Linked DNA regions of Mus musculus: regions 1 and 2 are each linked to region 3. The links are chromatin contacts, called in public Hi-C and promoter capture Hi-C maps. All regions are on one chromosome and are shown on one strand. The core of a region is the stretch at or near the end of the contact, and the rest is flanking DNA. Distances in the headings are between cores, read along the strand shown. Region 1 holds the start of Nup205 (nucleoporin 205). Region 2 holds the start of 1810058I24Rik (RIKEN cDNA 1810058I24 gene). Region 3 holds the start of Bpgm (2,3-bisphosphoglycerate mutase).

Region 1 (3,615 bases), core at 545-3,044, 700 kb before region 3:
AGCAACCACATGGTGGTTCACAACCACCCATAAAGAGATCTGACGCCCTCTTCTAGTGCAGATGAAGTCAGCTACAGTGTACTTATGTATATTAATAAATAAATCTTTAAAAAAAAAAAAAAAACTGAGTAATATTCCTTTGTGTGTTCATCATGTTTCGTTTATCCACTCACTCACTCATCATCCATTCATCTATGGATGCTTCAGTTCTTCCCAAAGGTGACAAAAAATAACTCTCTTGACTGACTCCTGGCTTTTTAAAATGCTTTCTTTTCTTGAGGCCAATCAAAGCTCTCCTGTACACACTATACTCCTGGGAGCTAGTGACAACTGTCAGTGGCTTGTGTTTAATGGTAACTCAGGATATTATATGCTATAAATGTATGTAACAGAACTATTACATGGAAGCCTGGCTTTTCAAAAAATCTAGTAGTGCATTTAATTTAACTACTTTGAGGGGGGACAAGCATGATGTAATGTCATAAAGTTGTGCTTAAAAGCATTAACTGGCTGGGCAGTGGTGGCGCATGCCTTTAATCCCAGCACTTGGGAGGCATAGGAAGGTGAATTTCTGAGTTTGAGGCCAGCCTGGTCTACAGAGTGAGTTCTAGGACAGTCAGGCCTTCACAGAGAAACCCTGGGGGGGGGGGGGGGGCGGGGAAGAAAAAAAAAGGCATTAACTGTTTAATTTTGGAGAAATTATGTAATCACTGGAAGTCTTTGCTTCCAAATTAAATCTGAGATATTTAATTGCATTACTCCAAATATATAAATGAAATACACACATACACCAGGTATAAAGGGATTCAACAATCAAGACTAACACTTGCTCCAGTGAGCAGACAATATGTTGTCAATACAACAGAAAACTTCATTTCTACAGAACAATTTACCATACCACTTCTGAGATGGTTTATGTACAAAACTCAGATTTAGGTAATTTTCAAAAAATACTGGTAAACTGGCAAGAACCAGTACCAAAAACAGTTTAAAAACAAAACAGTCCTGCTGAAAAAGATGGTCCGTAAACGTTTGCTATGTTGCCTCTTAATTGTACTCATGAATCGAGTGTCTAAAGCCGTGTTCAGGAGTGCCAGACCTCGTACGAAATGTTTGACATCTAAGTCCTCCCCACTAACGACCGGCACCGTGTTCCTGGAACCAGGACAAATCAAAACCCATCCACTTCTTCAAGCATCTCTGAGGGGTTCCAATTACCAAAGATGACCCCAGCCCCAGCTTTTTCACAGCGATGTCACCGTCCGCCGTGGCTGTGACAACGGTGCAGGGCGGCACGTGCTGAGCCCGTGGCACCGCCTCGCGGCTGGCAAGACCTCCTCACCCCCATGCCCCATGACCGGCCCACGGCCCCCTTCCAGACCAGCTTCCTTCCAGCCTCGCCTGGGTCCCACAGCCCGGGACTTGAGCCGTACCTCGGCGGTAGATGGCCTGCCTACACCTGAAGGATATTGGGGGGACGAAGCGGCTTCGGGGGCGCGCGCCTGGCTGCCCGGGACCCCGCCGCTCCGCCTCCCCTTCACACGCCCGTTTCGAGGGCCAAACTGTCGCCGCGCCGCGCGCCATTCAAACGGAGGCGGCGCGGGGCTGCAGGCCGGAGCGCGGCGAGAGCGGGCCCTGCGCACACGCTCGCGCCCGCACTGCCAACGGCCCGACTGCACCAGCGCTCCCCACTCGCCGGCCCCGCCCCCCGTGGGTCCCCGCGGGTCCCTCGCGGGCCCGCCGCGCTCACCCGAATTTACCGCCAACAGCGCCGCCATCTTGGAGGAGGACTGAGAGAGCGCTCCTGCCGCGGGGAGGACCCCGGGCCCGAGGGCCTGCCCGCGTCGACGCCTGAACACAAGGGCGTCCCCAGGGCCTCCGAGAACGCCATGCGAGGCTCGAGCGGGTGTGCACAAGGCTCCCCGCCCTGCTCTGGCCTAGGGCCATCGAGTCTAACTGCGACCATTACCGTTAAAACAAGCCGAGGGCAGCCGGTTCGGAGACTAGCTGTGCAATGCATCATGGGACCCGTAGTTTTATTTCGAGTGAGCCGTGCAGTTGACTAGTGTTCAAAAAAGGGAAATCAGTGAAACTGAAAAAGTTCTTGCTGGGCGTGGTGGCGCACGCCTTTAATCCCATCACTCGGGAGGCAGAGGCAGGCGGATTTCTAAGTTCAAGGCCAGCCTGGTCTACAAAGTGAGTTCCAGGACAACCAGGGCTATACAGGCTATATACCCTGTCTCAAAAAAAAAAAAAAAAAAAAAGAGAAAAAATTCTCATGACCTTCATTTCAAGTTAAATTTTATTTGAATAGCCATCCCCCTTACCTTAAGAGAGTAGAGTGAAGTGAGTAAGTGATTAAGGAATTTCTATTTAATAAGTATATTCTGTAGACATAATCACATTGTGCTTCGAAAATTACAGACAGGGCCTGGAGAGATGGTTCAGAGGTTAAGAGCACTGAGTGCTCTTCCAAAGGTCCTGAGTTCAAATCCCAGTAACCATGTGGTGGCTGACAACCATTTGTAATGAGATCTGACGCCCTCTTCTGGGATGTCTGAAGACAACTACAGTGTACTTACATATAATAAATAAATAAATCTTTGGAAAAAAAAAAGAAAATTACAGACAGCGACAAAATTTGAGTACTGCCTGCCTGACTTCAAAAGTGTCACCCATTTGCTTCCTCATCCCCAACATGTTGAGTCAAATTCGACATAAATTTCACAAACACCAAATGTTTTTTCTACCTAAGCAACCAAAACTACTAAACTTACTCGTTAAATTTAAAATTTGCTAGCCGGGCGTGGTGGCCCACGCCTTTAATCCCAGCACTTGGGAGGCAGAGGCAGGCAGATTTTCTGAGTTCTAGGCCAGCATGGTCTACAGAGTGAGTTCCAAGACAGCCAGGGCTATACAGAGAAACCCTGTCTCAAAAAAACAAAAAGAAGAAAGAAAGGAAAAACACGTTACAGAATAGAATGGAAGCGGGCTAGTGAGATAAGAACCTAAAAAGCCTACTAAGTAACTTCTACATACGTTAGAAGTACTAATTCTGTCTTAAGCTTTCATTAAGTCTACTGTAAAATATAATGATTTCTGTGAATGATTGATGTCAGTAGCGATCTGCTTGAAAGCTCTTCGCTTATATTTGGAAGCCTTCAATGGAGAGTTCTAAGCCAAGCACCTCTTTCACTAGCGACTGACCAGACTGCCCTTACAGCAGCCCTGCTATTCTGGAGAGTTTACAGACACCCTGGGGATATGCTCACATTTGCACAGCTGAAGACATGCTCCAGTCATGGTCACTCCACAGCCTGTACTAGCCTTTGAATGCACTGGAATTAGACTAGCCTAAGTGAACTCCCAGTGACCCTGTGACCATTTTCAAGCAGGCTATAGGAGGAGCACTCTTCCTGGTGTTCGATCATCAGAGGACTTGTGATTGGTACAGAATGTAATTCATTTGCATGAAGGATTGTGCTATGGTTGGTGCAAACAACCTTACCAAATACCCCTTCTGGTTATATAAGCAGGCTGTTTGGTTTTCTTTTCAAGTCAGCTGTGAGACACCCTTTTTGAACTGTCTCTGCTGTTACATCCTTAAAACCATTA
Region 2 (3,644 bases), core at 812-3,311, 780 kb before region 3:
AGCAGCGGGAGACAAGATTAGAGACAGGGAGAGAGCCTCCCAGCTGCTACACCCAGATATGGTCCCCTCACTCCGCAATTCTGAGCTATCCCAGGACAGAACCCACACAGCACGGTGCACAGGCCCCAGCAGCTGAATGAGGGTGAGTTATGAGGAGGTGATGCTACTGGGCCCCAGGGGGAAGAGGAACAGAAACTGTAGCAGTGTTCAGGTGCCCTGACACTCACAGCAGTGCTCACAGTCCAATTCCCATCTAGGTGTTCCTTCAAAGAACTTCAGCCAAGCTAGGAGCAAGCTGTGGAGTGCGGTGTGGAAATAGGGGTAATGGGTAGACAAGCCACACAATCAAATGCAAGTTTTCAACTTAGGCAACATCTCAGAGGTTACAAAGTATTCAGCTGCCTTGCACCATCAAAGGGAAGAGCCTGGAATCTTTCCACCACACCCAAGCCTCTCCTATCAGTGGGAGGCCAGTTCCCATTTCTGATACCTTACAGAAGAGACAGGGCAGTATATCTCAACCACGATTTAGTGTTTACGTGTTCAACATCTTGGCTCCTTTTGAAACCTCATGAGGTGCAAACTGAAGCATAGAAAATTTAAATAACCTGGCCAACACCCACCCAACCCCACGTCCCCAACACACACACATACACACACACCTTGAGATTAAAGATAGGGTCTAAACTCTTAACCATTTAGAAAACAGTTGAAACGGCTAATGTAAAAAGCAAGATTTGCAGAAACTAGCAGTGTTTGACCAAGTTCCACAAGAGGAAAGTTGATTCCATCTCTGTACATCTGATTCCACTTTTCCCAACAAAAGCAATGAAGAGGAGACAGACCCAGGGCAAGAGAAGGAACATCAGTTACATCCTAGCTAAGCATCTAATGGTCGGCTTCAGCATCTCTCCATAAATGTTGAAAATTTTGAATTTTCCAATCAAAACCCATGTTTAAGTACAGAGCGCTAGTCCCGCACCAGGTAGCCTCATTCAGCAAAGCACTTAAAAGGTTAAGTGTAATCGATTTAATGTTCTCCCTGCTTATCAATGAACAGCAAATGCAGTGGAAGGGCCAATCCTATCACCTTACACTAGCTGGCTGATGCTGCTTTTAAAAGTGATTCCTAACAAGTAAATTACTGCTAATTACTCCTACCTCCTAAACTAAGGCCTAGTTAGGACACTAGAGAAACCCCAGAGGCAACTGAGTCTTTGTAGGGCAGTTTTATGTAAACAATACTCATTCTCGGAGCACCAGGTAGCCACTGACCGTGGGAAAGAAAGAAGATATCTGCTTTATTAGAATTCGAAGATGAAACGCTTTCATCTGAAAGTGTTTGAAAACTTTCATCTGAAAATTTGACTGGCAAGTTTCCTAGAATCCTCAACAGGCAATTTTAGAAATACTTGATTTTTGCCAGAAAAACGTGTTAACTCAAAAAGGAGACTTGAAAGGGTGTGGGGAGGGGCAGGTTTTTACAAGAGTTACTCGCAGGGCAGTCTGACTCACTCCTCAAAGCGGGCAATCTGTAAAGGTCTGAAGAGGGAGGGCACTGTGGATCTCTCGCTGCGACCTCGTGATGTGGCTGACTAATGCACGGCGTGTGAAAGGCACTCTGAGGCCTCAAATAAGCCGTATATAATAGATGGGGGTCTACGGGAAGTCGCGTGGAGAGGACAGGAGCCAAGTCATCTTGATGACTCCTCCGACCCAACTTACCGCGAAGATTTCGCCAAGAGCTCACAGTAAGTGGTTTTTTGAAAACGCAGTCATATCACTGACACCCCAAAGTTTTCGGAACTTGAAGGACTACATATAAACAAACCCAGGCAAAGACCCAAGGACTTAGGAGGAGGCCAGAGGAAAACTGCGCGAGCAAACCCGAGGGCGACGAGCCCCAACTGCAGAGCCGTGCACCGCCGACCCGGGACCCCGGGGGAACGAGGCGACCGCGAGGCCCGATCCTCCGAGGCCCCACTCACCAGGAACTGGAGCATGATGTCGGTGGGGAGGGCGAGGAGGGTGTGAGAGGTGCTCCAGCTCCAGCTCGGCTCCGGGACTCCTCCCCGGCGCGAGGGCGGAACCCGCTGCCAGGTTCCGGTTTACGCCCCGCCCCGCCCTGCCCCGCCCTCTCCATTCCCGGAAGCGACTCGCGGAGCCGCAGCGCCCTCTGACGGCCATCTCGGGAAGCAAGAGGGCGAGGTGCAAACCTAGGCCTCTTTGAACCAAAGCCTCCGGGTGACAAGGACGCTGGCAATTGTATTAATACAGTCAGACGTGGCTGTGTTACCTACTAAACCAGGGTGGGGGTGAGGTAGCGGGTGCCATGCCAAGTGAACAACTCACTCTCCTGGGAGCCTTTATGAAGTCCACACTAATCTCCACCACAGCCGACTCTCAGACGAAAAGGGGGAAAAGGTTCCATTTCACAAAAGCCCACAAGTGTGCTATGCAGCCTAGTTAAGGGTAGTCCTCAGCCACGTGATAGATGATGGAGAGAGGTCTGCGGAGTCTGGCACGACTGGATCCAAGTAGCGATTGCTGGCAGCCACCAGCAACCTATCTGAAGTTTACTTCCTCCTCAAGTGGAGCGCGAATCATCTACCATGCAGGAGCCAAAGATGAATCCACTCTTGTCCGGTCGCGCTGCTGGTCACCCACATACACAAGCACATCGAAACCACCCTTCTCATGTTGCTCTCAGTCTTTGGAATTGACCTTTATCTAGTTAAGGGGTACTCTGGCTTCAAATAACAGAAAAACAAATCAGCTGCGCCTAGTGGGGCTGTTAACCCTGGGACAATGGCAGAGGACTACTTAACATATCAAAGTGGACCTGGCCTCCTGGTCCTCGCCAGCATCCCTCAGTCCCGGCCTGTTACAGGGTGTGGCTGGCACATGCAGCCCTCTACCCTAAACTCACCAGTTCAGGGGCTGGGCTGCTTTTCCCGATGAGGCTTTTCCCTATATAATCCAGCCATTTTGGTTACCTGAACTGTGATGGTTTACATATGCTCGTCCCAGGGAGTGGCACTATTAGAAGGTGTGGCCTTGTTGGAGGAAATGTGTCACTGTGGGGATGGACTTGGAAATCTTCCTCCTAGCAGCTTGAGGATGCTCTCTGGCTTCCTTCAGATGAAGATGTAGAACTCTCAGCTCTGCCAGCACCATGCCTGCCTGGATACTGCCATGCTTCCACTTTGGTGACAATGGACTGAAACTCTGAACCTGTAAGCCAGCCCCAATTAAATGTTGTCATTTCTAAGAGTTGTCTTGGTCATGGTGTCTCCTCACAAAAGTAAAACCCTAACCAAGACCCGAACCTTTTGTTCCTTTGCCCTTTGGGCCCCTGTATCTCATTCTGCTGCCTCTCCCCTCCTCAAAAGAGGAAAATATCTCTCTCTCTCTCTCTCTCTCTCTCTCTCTCTCTCTCTCTCTCTCTCTCTCTCTCTCTCTCTCCCAGCTCAATCAAAGTCAAGTTCTTTGAGCTCCCAGATGTCCTTGCCTCTAGCTATGTCTCCCTTTCTTCTCCAACCAACTTTCTCCTCCACCATCCCTAGTCAAGCCCTCTCTCAGAATTTCCCTCCATTTCTGTGTTTCTCCATCCATCCACCTCATTACTTCTCTCCCTCCTCCCA
Region 3 (3,567 bases), core at 301-2,800:
GATTTCTATACTCTCCTTTAAAAAAATATTTTTTTTACAATGATCTGGTTAGTTTGGTTCAGTTTAAATATGGGCACAAAAGAATATGTCCTTGAAGCCGGACACTTTTATTTGCTATAGACTTCATACAGAGGTCAATACAGTGAGAGTTTCCTTGTAGACATGATAGTGAAAAATTGTCTAATTATCTTTAATTTTACATAGCCTTTAATAAAGGCATGGGCCTTAGAAATGTAACTTCTGCCTTTTTAAACGATGTGGAAACTGGGCTGGAGAGATGGCTCAGTGGTCAGGAGCACTGGCTGCTCTTCCAGAGGAACTGGGTTCCCTTCCTAGCACCTGCAGGGGGGCTCATAGACATTTGCTCCAGTTCCGGGGGGGGGGGGGTGGTCCATGGACACTAGGCGTACACAGAGTACACATACATACATTCAGGCAAAAAAATCATACACATAAAACAGTCTTGAAAAAAATGTGAAAATTGGGCTGGAGAGATGGCTCAGAGGTTAGGAACACTGCCGGTTCTTCCAGAGGTCCTGAGTTAAATTCCCAGCAACCACATGGTGGCTCACAACCATCTGTAAAGTGATCAGATGTCCTCTTCTGGTGTGTCTGAATACAGCTACAATGTACTTATATACATAAAATAAACAATTCTTTTAAAAAAATGTGAAAATTCAGTTTTACAGACAAACTAACACGACTTTTATTATAGAAACGTTTGTACCTGCTGCTGAAATGTAACCATTTACTTTTTATTTCCTCCCGAAGGCGTCGGAATTCTGTTAGTTAATATTCTAGAACCATTTCCCCCATTCACGGGCTATAAACCCTTCCTAATTTGGGGGGGGGGGCTCCATCCTGCAAAGTCTAATAATAAACTTCATTACAATTTTGCATTTCTTTTGACTTACTGTAGTGAAATACTTGCTCCTACCCCTTAGCACAAAAAGAAATGACACTTTTTGGCCATGATAGTGGTGGTCGGGCGTGCACGCGTGTGTGCTGGGGAGGGGGTAGTGTTCCCCTGAACCCGGAATATGGTTCCTGAGACTCCTGAATATGCAACAACCTCTTTGCCTTCCATGATATTTCCCCCCTTAACTTACACTTTTAGGATCAAGGTCTGCCTTCGCCCTACACCTGCTTCCTTCCAGTGAATCCACTGGCTAAGACAAGTAGCCACACCTGAGCTATCCAGGAGGTAGAGTTTAACTTTGCTAAGCCACCATCACTACAGCTCTGGGTTCACACACCATCACTCCAGCCGACAGAACTCACTGTTCCTGAGAGATGCTCGCTGAGAAAGGGCCAGCTGAGAGCTGGGGTACTCGGGAGGGTCTCGCTTGAAGCGGGCATCAGGTTCCCACCAGATACTAAAGCCGGGCAAGGTAGCAACCGGCCTTCTCACGATAGAACAGCAAGCCACTCATGAAAGAAAAGAAATCCTCACAACTGTAACAATTACAACGAAGCCACTCACCTGCAAGGAAACTACCAGTAGCAGCCGGTCCTCGGTAACGCCGTGCTGCAGACGCCAGTGAGGATTCATCGCTACAGCCGGCATCAACGCTCTTTTGTAGCCTAGAAGCCAAAATGGTCAGAACCGATAGCGCTGGGTATTGGAAGACAGAGTTGTCACTCATTCACGGCCCCGCCCTCTGGCCAGCGACCAGCCGGAGGTTCTTTCCGGTTTCTCAAGTCCCTGGGGTAAGAAGGGAAGCTATGATTGGTTTAATGAGGAAACAGACGCACGGATAGACCAATAAGATGGTAGTTTCGGACATAGGCAGGCGGGCTTTAGTCGTAGAGACCCAAACCCCTGAGCATCGCCGGGGCAATGTTTGTGGGCTGCTAGCTTTGCCGTCCAGAGACCTGTTTGAAGTTCTCGAAATTGAAACACACCTGCTGTGAAAAGCGGGTCAGCAGATGAAGGGATACTTCTTCTAGTTAACGGAAAATTTCAGGTCCTACCTAGGCTGAACCCGGTAGATCCTCACGAAAGCTTGTTTGGCACGCCTGTGCGTCGAAAACAGAGATTAAAATGAAAACCTTTAAAGTGTCCTATTTACAGATAGTCGCTCATTCTTACTTTCTCCTAACATTATGAAGAGAAGAGAAGCGAATAATAGGATATCCTAAAAGTACAAGAAGGGCGAAGAGGTTAGAAAAGTAGAAAATGGTACACTACAGTTTCTGAAATTAAACCTATGAAAATGCCAGCTTGTCACTCGGGTCTGGTACCAGAGCTGGAAGCTACTAAGCAGGCTTGAACTACCACACAAGGTCTGAAACGTGTGTCAAAACGTGAATGAGAAAGATAAGAAATGTTATGTGTGCCTGAGCAGACGGGAAAATTCCCCTTCTTGGTTTCTGAAAGCTGTTCCACTTAGTGTCTTCTGAACTCACCTAGTTAATTCTATAAACAAGTCCAATAAGTTTGTGACCAGCTAATGGGTGCTCAGATCAGTTATTTAGGATGAAAATCTTGACACACCATGAACTGGTGTCATGATGGCCTGCTTGTAGCAAGCTGTATGTCCCATTTATGCATTTTAGCTCATGATAGTTGCAGCTACCCCTTTCTGAGAGAGCGTCTCTCAAGGACAGTGAGTTCTGTCGGCTGGAGTGATGGTGTGTGAACCCAGTGCTGTAGTGATGGTGGCTTAGCAAAGTTAAACTCTACCTCCTGGATGGCTCAGGTGTGGCTACTTGTCTTAGCCAGTGGATTCTCAGGTCAGAACAGCTGGAGAAGGAATCTGCCCAATCGTACACACCTGCCAACCTGTTCTTCCTCTTCTTCATGAGGGCAGATGGACCAGAAAACATTTCCGCTGCCCTGTAGTATCAAAGCTTTCTCCTCAGGAAGGGTAACGGCAGCCATGCAAAACCAATCCTAACAGCCATACAGCATTTGACATTTGAGGGTACTCTGAACCTTAGGATGCCTGCTCATTTGATTTACTTTGACCTTGTTAGGAATACTCAATAACACTAGCTTGGCATATAAAACTTTACAATACTTGTCTTTTAGAACTATTCACCAGGGTCACTAGTGTGTACATTGTTATTTTAAAAAAAAACAAAACATCTTTACCTATGATGCTCTTAGGTGGGATGTGAAAGCGAGTGTTGGGAGCAAGCCTGGTCTTTACGACACAGGTATTCACAGAAGTTAGCAATGGCAGGAGTCACTGTTGCATGGCAAGATTGTTCTTATGTTTATCTAGATCGCAATATCATATCCTGGACCCCATGTTCCGATCTGTCTGTGAGCTGTTTGCCTTGAGAACGTTGAAAGAGTGAACCTGTGCTCACAAAGATTATCATAAATCCATTTGAGGCAAAGATGACCTTCAAAAACATTAGACTACGCCTTACTTCACTGGGCCTTAGAAAGAACCCTACCTGGTTCCTTGCACAAACAATAGGGGATTGAAACAAAAACCCAAGGCTGCTAATTTATAGTTCTGGGGAAAGCCTTTTTTCTTACAACTGCCTCCACCTCCCACAAGCAATGTATTCCAGCTATGAGGAATTTAATTCTAAGGCTGAAGAGATGACCCA

Evidence for each region. Promoter capture Hi-C pulls out the DNA fragments that hold promoters and counts their contacts. Hi-C and Micro-C count contacts between places; a contact is called where the count stands out from the background.
Region 1: a contact with region 3 is called in a promoter capture Hi-C map of the HPC-7 cell line. The contact joins the promoter of Nup205 here to the promoter of Bpgm in region 3. A contact is called at or near these places in 3 of 39 promoter capture datasets (the HPC-7 cell line, liver and pre-B cells) and 1 of 9 other capture datasets (adipose tissue).
Region 2: a contact with region 3 is called in a Hi-C map of CD8 T cells, with 7 times the contacts expected there. The contact joins the promoter of 1810058I24Rik here to the promoter of Bpgm in region 3. A contact is called at or near these places in 1 of 39 promoter capture datasets (pre-B cells), 4 of 484 Hi-C or Micro-C datasets (CD4 T cells, CD8 T cells, erythroblasts and 1 more), 2 of 115 datasets of contacts at active chromatin or transcription factors (cardiomyocytes and memory CD8 T cells) and 1 of 9 other capture datasets (adipose tissue).

The regions. Positions count from the first base shown.
Region 1 is chr6:35,175,795-35,179,409 of GRCm38.p6, reverse strand. Nup205 (nucleoporin 205) reads right to left here and starts at 1,794. Exons shown (of 43, transcript NM_027513.1): 1 at 1,751-1,794. The coding sequence starts at 1,778.
Region 2 is chr6:35,251,127-35,254,770 of GRCm38.p6, reverse strand. 1810058I24Rik (RIKEN cDNA 1810058I24 gene) reads right to left here and starts at 2,061. Exons shown (of 3, transcript NM_001384235.1): 1 at 1,989-2,061. The coding sequence starts at 2,003.
Region 3 is chr6:34,474,339-34,477,905 of GRCm38.p6, reverse strand. It overlaps Bpgm (2,3-bisphosphoglycerate mutase), which reads right to left and starts at 1,550. Exons shown (of 3, transcript NM_007563.5): 1 at 1,484-1,550.